Linked DNA regions of Arabidopsis thaliana: region 2 is linked to region 1. A link is a contact called in public capture Hi-C data. All regions are on one chromosome and are shown on one strand. Each heading gives the region's core, a stretch centred on a gene start, on an enhancer-like site or on the middle of the called end of the contact. The rest is flanking DNA. Distances are from core to core; before and after follow the strand shown. Region 1 holds the start of AT4G10680 (transcription factor IIB (TFIIB) family protein). Region 2 holds the start of KLCR1 (Tetratricopeptide repeat (TPR)-like superfamily protein).

Region 1 (4,023 bases), core at 756-3,255:
GATCAACCTCTGAGAGAGTTTGGTTTCAATGGTGTCCCCCACAAGACATCTACCTTCATAATACCGACCTCAAGCTGCTTAGTTGAGCTGACAGAATCCCCGTTCTTGGTGGTCTGTCTAAGTGAGATTGAGATTGTGAATCTTGAGAGAGTTGGGTTTGGTCAAAAGAGCTTTGACATGGCTATCATCTTCAAGGACTTGAAGAAAGATGTTCTTAGGGTTGACTCAGTTCCAACAAGTTAGTTAGAGGGGATAAAGGAATGGCTTGACACTACAGATATAAAGTACTACGAGAGCAAACTGAATCTGAACTGGAGACAGATCCTGAAGACGATCACGGATGATCCGCAGAGCTTTACAGATGCTGGAGGATGGGAGTTTTTGAATCAGGACGGAAGCGATTCAGAGTCTGGCGGCTCTGAGGACTCAGACAAAGGGTATGAACCATCAGATGTGGAGGTTGAGTCTGAGTCAGAGGACGAGACATCAGAGAGTGAGTCAGACGATGAAGAAGAAGAAGAGGACTCAGAGCAAGAGTCAGAGGAAGAGAAAGGTAAGACTTGGGCTGAGCTGGAGAGAGAAGCTACTAATGCAGACAGAGAGCATGGAGTTGAGTCTGATAGTGAGGAAGAGAGGAAGAGAAGGAAGATGAAAGCGTTTGGGAAATCGCGTCCTGGAAGTAGCGGTGCAGGCGGTAGTAGCAGCATGAAGAACATGCCACCATCTAAACGCAGCAGGCACCGGTGAAAACAAAATAATCAAGAGTTTGAGTTCTGCTTGCTTATCATTTTAGCCTTTTGTTCTGCTTATCTTTTGTATCATATAAAAAAACTGCTTTAGATTATTATCTATCTATTCTATGCCCTTGGGAAAATAATGAAGTCTTAGGTTTCTTGTCGTTCTTAATAAAATTTGTTTCGACTTAAATTGGCAGAAAATACCATTGTGGCATCCTCTAACGGTTGGTCTTGTAAATAATTAAAGGGTATGCCATAAACCAAAAGGTAAAAATGAATACTTAAGTTATTAAAGAAATCTTGGATTCACCATTATTATTATGAGATACGAAGATGTTCCCACTATTAGTGGTGGTGAGTTTCCTGTGGGACAAGCAATAGAAAGGTTTCCAATCGACGATGTCTAAGAGACAAAACACATCAAAGCTCACAAGCTCATTCACCCATCTCCCTGCTGATGCTGATCTTGTCTTCATCACCCATGCATCAACTTCAACTTAATTAGCTTATATACACAACTCTCTCTGGTATATATAAGAAGAGTAATATATTTTGGCAGTTGTTTCTCTTGCATGTGGTTCTTTGGAGAGTTCCTTTAGAGTCATTGAACGTATGAGTACAAAGGATGTTGTGACATGGACATGGATGATTTATGCATATGGAATGTATAGCGAAGGTGAGAAAGCTGTTGAAAACTTTTGTTGATATCGAAAAATCAGGTCTTGTTCCCGATGGTGTTGTCTTCATTTTCATCATCAATGCTTGCAGCCACTCTGGCTTGCCTTGCTTCATTGAACACATCAAGAAAGAATCCTGGATGTAGCTGGAGGATTGAAATCGGTAAAAAACAATCTCCTTCTAGTCTCTCGTCATTCTCATACTCTGTTTTATGTGTATGCATGCCCAAATCCTTTGTATTGGCTTAAGATGAAAATGGAGTCTTGATGTGTATTTCATCGGAGATGCTTAAGGAAATCAGGGAGATAAGCTTTAGTATATAGTTTTCACTGTATAAATATCTGTTTAACATGTTTTCTTCCCGTTACATATAAAACATTCCTTAAAAAAAAAAAAAAAATTGGGAATCGCATAACAAACTGGAAAAAAAGAAATAATAAAAAGGAAACAAAATAATAAAAAGTAAATCCTTTTAGAAAAACAAATTCCTTTATTTCAACATCTATAAATACTACTAGCAAAACAATTAAACCAACAAAAAAAGAAAAGCAAAACAATTAGTCCATACGAAGAAGAAAGAAACCCTAAGAATGAAAGAAGACGGAATTTGCTTGGAGTGCAAGAGGCCAACAGAAACCGTGGTTAACTACAAGAACGGAGATACAATCTGCATTGAGTGTGGCCATGTCATAGAGAATAACATCATCGATGACCTAGACGGTGCTTCGACCAACCCTAATCTCAAATCCGGCCATCTCCCCACTATCATCTTCAAACTTAGCGGAAAATCTTCCTCCCTTGCCTCAAAATTGCGCCGAACACAGAATGAAATGATCAAAAACAAGCAGGAAGAAGATGTAATCAAGATAGCCTATGCGGAAATCGAGAGGATGACCGAAGCGCTAGGGTTAACTTTCGGTATCAGTAATACGGCGTGCAAGATTCTTTCGAAACTGGATAAAAAGAACTTACGCGGAGGGAAGAGTTTGAGAGGGCTTTGCGCGGCCTCTGTATCAAGGGCATGTCGCCAAGTGAATATACCAAAAACATTGAAAGAGATCTCGGCAGTAGCCAACGTGGATATGAAGGAGATAAACAAAGCGGTGAAGCTTCTTGGAGATTCTTTCGGTACTATTTGAATGATATGGAAATTCAATCACATGTAAAAGACTACGGAAATTAATCAATAAAACTATATATATATTTTTTTTGCATAACCTCGAATCAGTCACATACAAAGACTTTTAAAGTTGAAACATAAATCTGAAATGTAAGTTTTCATAACAGTACTGAATCATTTTTTTTTTTGGACATGAATGTAAACAGTACTAAATCTTAAAGTCAACATAAGTTTCACATATTCAATGATCAAATAAAAAGGAAAACGGAAAGATAGCTCATCTTACCTTTACCATCATCCATATTTGCTTATCATTTCATCGAATCTAAGATGTCTTAAGACGGTGGTTCAATCCAAAGACTCATAAGAGGGCAAAGGTCTTTCTGCTTTTCAAATCTTGATGGTTTTGGAAGCGGCTTACGCGGATAGTACCTGCCTTTATCAAACGAGTAGGATACACATGATCTCTTGCAACGTAAACCATAAAACTTTGGGAAGTACACACTGTTCCACATGCCACAAACATTCAATCTCGTCTCTGAGGAGTACTTACTTGCAAAGATTGTCAGGCCGTCAAGAGTAGCACCACTCATCTCCTCCCAATCCGAGGAGACAAGTTTATACAGCAACGGTATCTCGCTGCTACATGTAAACATGAGAAAGAGCTCTCCTTTCTATCAAACAACAAGAGACTCCTTCTCCTACAGAGACTTCAATCCATCGCAACAACATTGTTTCTGTTTCAGTTTCAGTTAAAGGAGATTCAGGCCCAAAAGAAAAAGAGAAGCCCACGAAGCCCATCCTTTACTCATCGAAACTCTGCAACAATCAAAGCAGAGGAACATCACGCGAGACACCGCCGTCGACAAACATAAACGTGCACAATCATTTTGATGTTCTTGGAAGCAGCAGCATTTCATGCAACTAGGACACCTGTCATTAGCTATTATGTAATCCTCCTCTTTATATAGTTCTCTGCTTGTAATCGAATTCACTAAGGAAGAAATACACAATTATTTTCTCTCTGAAGCTTTTGCTTCTACTTTCATGGTATCAGAGCTTAGGACTTTGTTCCTAAGCCATGGAAGAATCTATTTTTGTTTCCTCTCTTAACATCTCTCAAGTTGTTACTCTCAAACTCACTCCCACAAACTACCTTTTGTGGAAAACCCAATTTGAGTCTTACCTTTCATCTCATCTTCTTCTAGGATTTGTTACCGGCGCCACTCCTCGGCCTGCCTCCACCATCATTGTCACAAAGGATGATATTCAGTCTGAAGAAGCAAATCAAGAATTTCTGAAATGGACTCGAATCGATCAGTTGGTCAAAGCTTGGATTTTTGGATCTCTCTCTGAAGAAGCTCTCAAAGTTGTTATTGGCTTAAACTCTGCTCAAGAGGTATGGCTTGGTTTAGCAAGACGTTTTAATCGTTTTTCCACCACTAGGAAATATGATCTGCAGAAACGACTAGGCACTTGTTCAAAAGC
Region 2 (4,023 bases), core at 571-3,070, 69 kb after region 1:
TTTGCCCGAATAATGAAAGCAAGATACTTTAGAGAAGACTCTATTCTGGACGCTAAAAGGCAGAGATATCAATCTTACGGATGGACTTCTATGCTTGCGGGTTTAGATGTAATTAAAAAAGGAAGCAGATTCATTGTCGGAGATGGCAAAACCGTTTGAATCAGTCAAGATAATTTTATTGCATCGCACCCTCCACGACCTCTCAACGTCGTCACTCCTACGTTGGATATCACGGTGGATACGTTAATCTCAACTCAGGGTTCGTATAGGTATTGGAACGCACATCTCATTTCTCAGCTTGTTAGTCCCGACGACCACCGTTTTGTTATGAACCATCATCTTTCCAGGATTGTGCATCAAGATAAGCTAGTTTGGAACTACTCTTCTTCTGGGGATTATACAGTTAAGTCCGGGTACTGGTTTCTCTTTAATGACCCAACGAATATTTAGGTTAGACCAGTGGTGCCTCATGGTTCAGTGGAAATTAAGAACAAGCTTTGGAAACTCCCTATTATTCCAAAAATCAAGTACATGCTTTGGCGTACAATCTCAAAAGCATTACCAACACGCTCGCGACTTCTCACTCGAGGAATGGACATCGATCCACACTGCCCCAGATGCCCAACTGAAGAAGAGACGATAAACCATGTTTTATTTACGTGTCCTTATGCTGCGTCAATTTGGGGTCTATCAAACTTCCCTTGGTTACCGGGTCATACTTTCTCTCAAGACACAGAGGAGAATATTTCTTTCCTTATCAATTCTTTTTCAAACAATACTCTGAATACAGAGCAAAGGTTGGCCCCATTTTGGCTCATATGGAGATTATGGAAAGCACGCAATAATCTTGTGTTTAATAAGTTCAGTGAAAGTTGCTCAAGGGTTGTGACACAAACTGAAGCAGAAGTCAATGAATGGTTACAAAGTGTGAACCGAAGAGAGGACGCTTCCGTTTTAACACGATCATCACACAGGGCAAACGTGCGGTGGAAGAAACCGGTCTTTCCTTTAGTAAAGTGCAACTTCGATGCGGGTTTCACGGGTAATAATACTCAGAGTACGGGAGGGTGGATCATACGTGATCATGCAGGATTAGCGAAGGCTTGGGGATCATCAATAGTCTAAAATGGTACCACTGCTTTGGAAGCTGAGACAAAAGCGTTATTAATCGCAATGCAACAAGCATGGGTACGAGGGTATAAGTGTGTTCAGTTCGAAGGTGATTGTGAGATCCTTATCAAGGCAATTAATGGTGCAATTTCTAGATGTGAAATAACCAGTCTTCTCCGAGATGTGGATTTTTGGGCATCAAGATTTTCTACTGTGGTTTTCACTTTCACAAATAGACTCTGTAATAATACTGCTCACCTCTTAGCTTCTCCACTTTATTCGTGTTACAAGTTTCAATCGAATTCTGGTTATCAGCCACTTTGGCTCAAAAACTCTCTTTGTAAAGATTTACTCATATAAATAAATTCTGTTTGTTGGAAAAAAAGAAAAAAAAAAAACCTACATTCTAAATACTGAAACCATAAACCATATGGTAAAAAGTGGATAAATGCTCAACTATCTCCATTTCAATATACACATCATAAAAAAGATTTATATTCAATTTATTGTAAAATGAAAACTTAGATTGCATTACTTTTTTTAACTCTCTTCTCTAATTTAATTTACTATCTAAATTTGTGAGTTCATAAAATTTTAGATTGAGAACAATTCATCAGAAATTCTGATTCAGAACAGTACAAATCTTGTCATGCAAACTTATCTATCTTGTAAAATCTATCTATCACTTGTCGTCACTAAGTACAAAATCTATTTTAGTTTGTTTTTTTTGTGTGTAAGAAAAGTTTTTTTATTTAATAATCTATCACCAATATTTTCCAACACAACATGACCGTTATCTCCTCCAATCTAAAACTTAATTACGAAACTACCCTTACCTCTTTCACTGACTGACTCGTCTCCTTCTCCACTTGGATCTCAAAAGTCCGATCCAAAACCAAATCCGCCATAACTCTCTCTCTCTCTCCCACTTCCCACAGAGAGACACATTCATGCCAGCAATGCCAGGTCTCGTCTCAGTCAAAACTCCTTCCGATACACCGCCGCTACGTGTAGCCGTACCAGACACGCAACCTCTCTCAAACCCGCCGCGAACTCCGATGAAGAAAACCCCTTCCTCTACACCATCTCGATCCAAACCATCACCAAATAGATCCACCGGCAAAAAAGATTCCCCAACCGTATCCTCCTCCACCGCAGCCGTAATCGACGTCGACGATCCATCTCTAGATAATCCAGATCTCGGTCCTTTCCTTCTAAAATTAGCTCGTGACGCTATTGCTTCTGGTGAAGGTCCTAACAAAGCATTAGATTACGCGATCCGAGCAACTAAGTCCTTTGAGAGATGTTGCGCCGCCGTTGCTCCGCCTATTCCCGGTGGTAGCGATGGTGGACCTGTTCTTGATCTCGCTATGAGCCTTCATGTTCTCGCTGCTATTTACTGTAGTCTCGGCCGATTTGATGAAGCTGTACCACCTCTTGAACGAGCTATTCAAGTCCCTGATCCGACTCGTGGCCCTGACCACTCTCTCGCTGCGTTTTCTGGTCATATGCAACTTGGTGATACGTTGTCTATGCTTGGTCAGATTGATAGATCTATTGCTTGTTATGAAGAAGGTCTTAAGATCCAGATCCAGACTTTGGGTGATACTGATCCACGAGTTGGTGAAACTTGCAGGTTCTCTTAACTAAGCATTTAATGGTTAATTAAACTCTTAGATTACGTTTGCTAAAAGTTACTATATAGGTTAGATCTAAGTTTCTGAAGTCTCTGATAATTTTCAGGTACTTAGCAGAAGCATATGTTCAAGCAATGCAGTTCAATAAAGCGGAAGAGTTATGCAAGAAGACTCTAGAGATTCACCGAGCGCATAGTGAACCTGCTTCACTGGAGGAAGCAGCTGATAGGAGATTGATGGCAATTATCTGCGAGGCTAAAGGAGATTATGAAAACGCTCTTGAGCATCTTGTTCTTGCTAGTATGGCTATGATTGCGAGTGGACAAGAATCTGAGGTTGCATCGATTGATGTTAGTATTGGGAATATTTACATGTCGCTGTGCCGGTTTGATGAAGCTGTGTTTTCATATCAGAAGGCTCTTACTGTGTTTAAGGCTTCTAAAGGAGAGACTCATCCGACGGTTGCGTCAGTGTTTGTTAGATTGGCTGAGCTTTACCATAGAACAGGGAAACTTCGTGAGTCTAAGTCTTACTGTGAGAATGCGTTGAGGATATACAATAAGCCGGTGCCTGGGACAACTGTGGAGGAGATTGCTGGTGGATTAACTGAGATTTCTGCTATTTATGAGTCTGTAGATGAACCTGAGGAAGCATTGAAGCTACTTCAGAAGTCTATGAAATTGCTTGAGGATAAGCCAGGACAGCAGAGCGCCATTGCAGGTAAATTTTTTGTCCATACCATGAATGTTCCTTTAGCTGGATTGCTATGCAGTGTATTGAAATTGTGCGATTTTGGTCTCGAATTGTATGTAAAGTACTGATTTTTGTATTGTTAATCATGTAAGGAAAAGTCGCTTATAGTAACTTTACTCGTTTTGCTGCTCTGAATCTACCGGTTTTAGAGTTAGCCAATACGCTAATTTGTAATTGTGTGTTAGTGATATTGTCGAAGAATTCTAGAAATAAGAGATCTAATTACTTATCTGAGGTATTTTTAGGGAAGTAGATTGTGATCGTACAAGAATTCGAGTCTTTAGCATGACATTGTCAATCTTCTCGTCAAGCTTCCTTTACATCTGTTTTGCTTTGTATGTAAATATTTGCAGGGTTAGAGGCACGGATGGGAGTTATGTATTACACAGTGGGGAGGTACGAGGACGCAAGAAACGCGTTTGAGAGCGCTGTGACAAAGCTACGGGCAGCAGGTGAGAAATCTGCCTTCTTCGGTGTTGTATTAAACCAGATGGGACTAGCCTGCGTTCAGCTTTTCAAGATT

Evidence for each region. Capture Hi-C pulls out chosen DNA fragments and counts their contacts.
Region 2: a contact with region 1 is called in a capture Hi-C map of seedling, with 1.9 times the contacts expected there. The contact joins the promoter of KLCR1 here to the promoter of AT4G10680 in region 1. A contact is called at or near these places in 1 of 26 Hi-C or Micro-C datasets (root) and 1 of 3 other capture datasets (seedling).

The regions. Positions count from the first base shown.
Region 1 is chr4:6,585,516-6,589,538 of TAIR10.1, forward strand. It overlaps AT4G10680 (transcription factor IIB (TFIIB) family protein), which reads left to right and starts at 2,006. Exons shown (of 1, transcript NM_117136.1): 1 at 2,006-2,554. The coding sequence starts at 2,006. The coding sequence ends at 2,554. GTC2 reads left to right here. Exons shown (of 1, transcript NM_117135.2): 1 at 1-747. The coding sequence ends at 243. It also overlaps the pseudogene AT4G10690.
Region 2 is chr4:6,654,554-6,658,576 of TAIR10.1, forward strand. KLCR1 (Tetratricopeptide repeat (TPR)-like superfamily protein) reads left to right here and starts at 1,821. Exons shown (of 4, transcript NM_117152.5): 1 at 1,821-2,746; 2 at 2,854-3,467; 3 at 3,854-4,023. The coding sequence starts at 2,061. It also overlaps the pseudogene AT4G10830.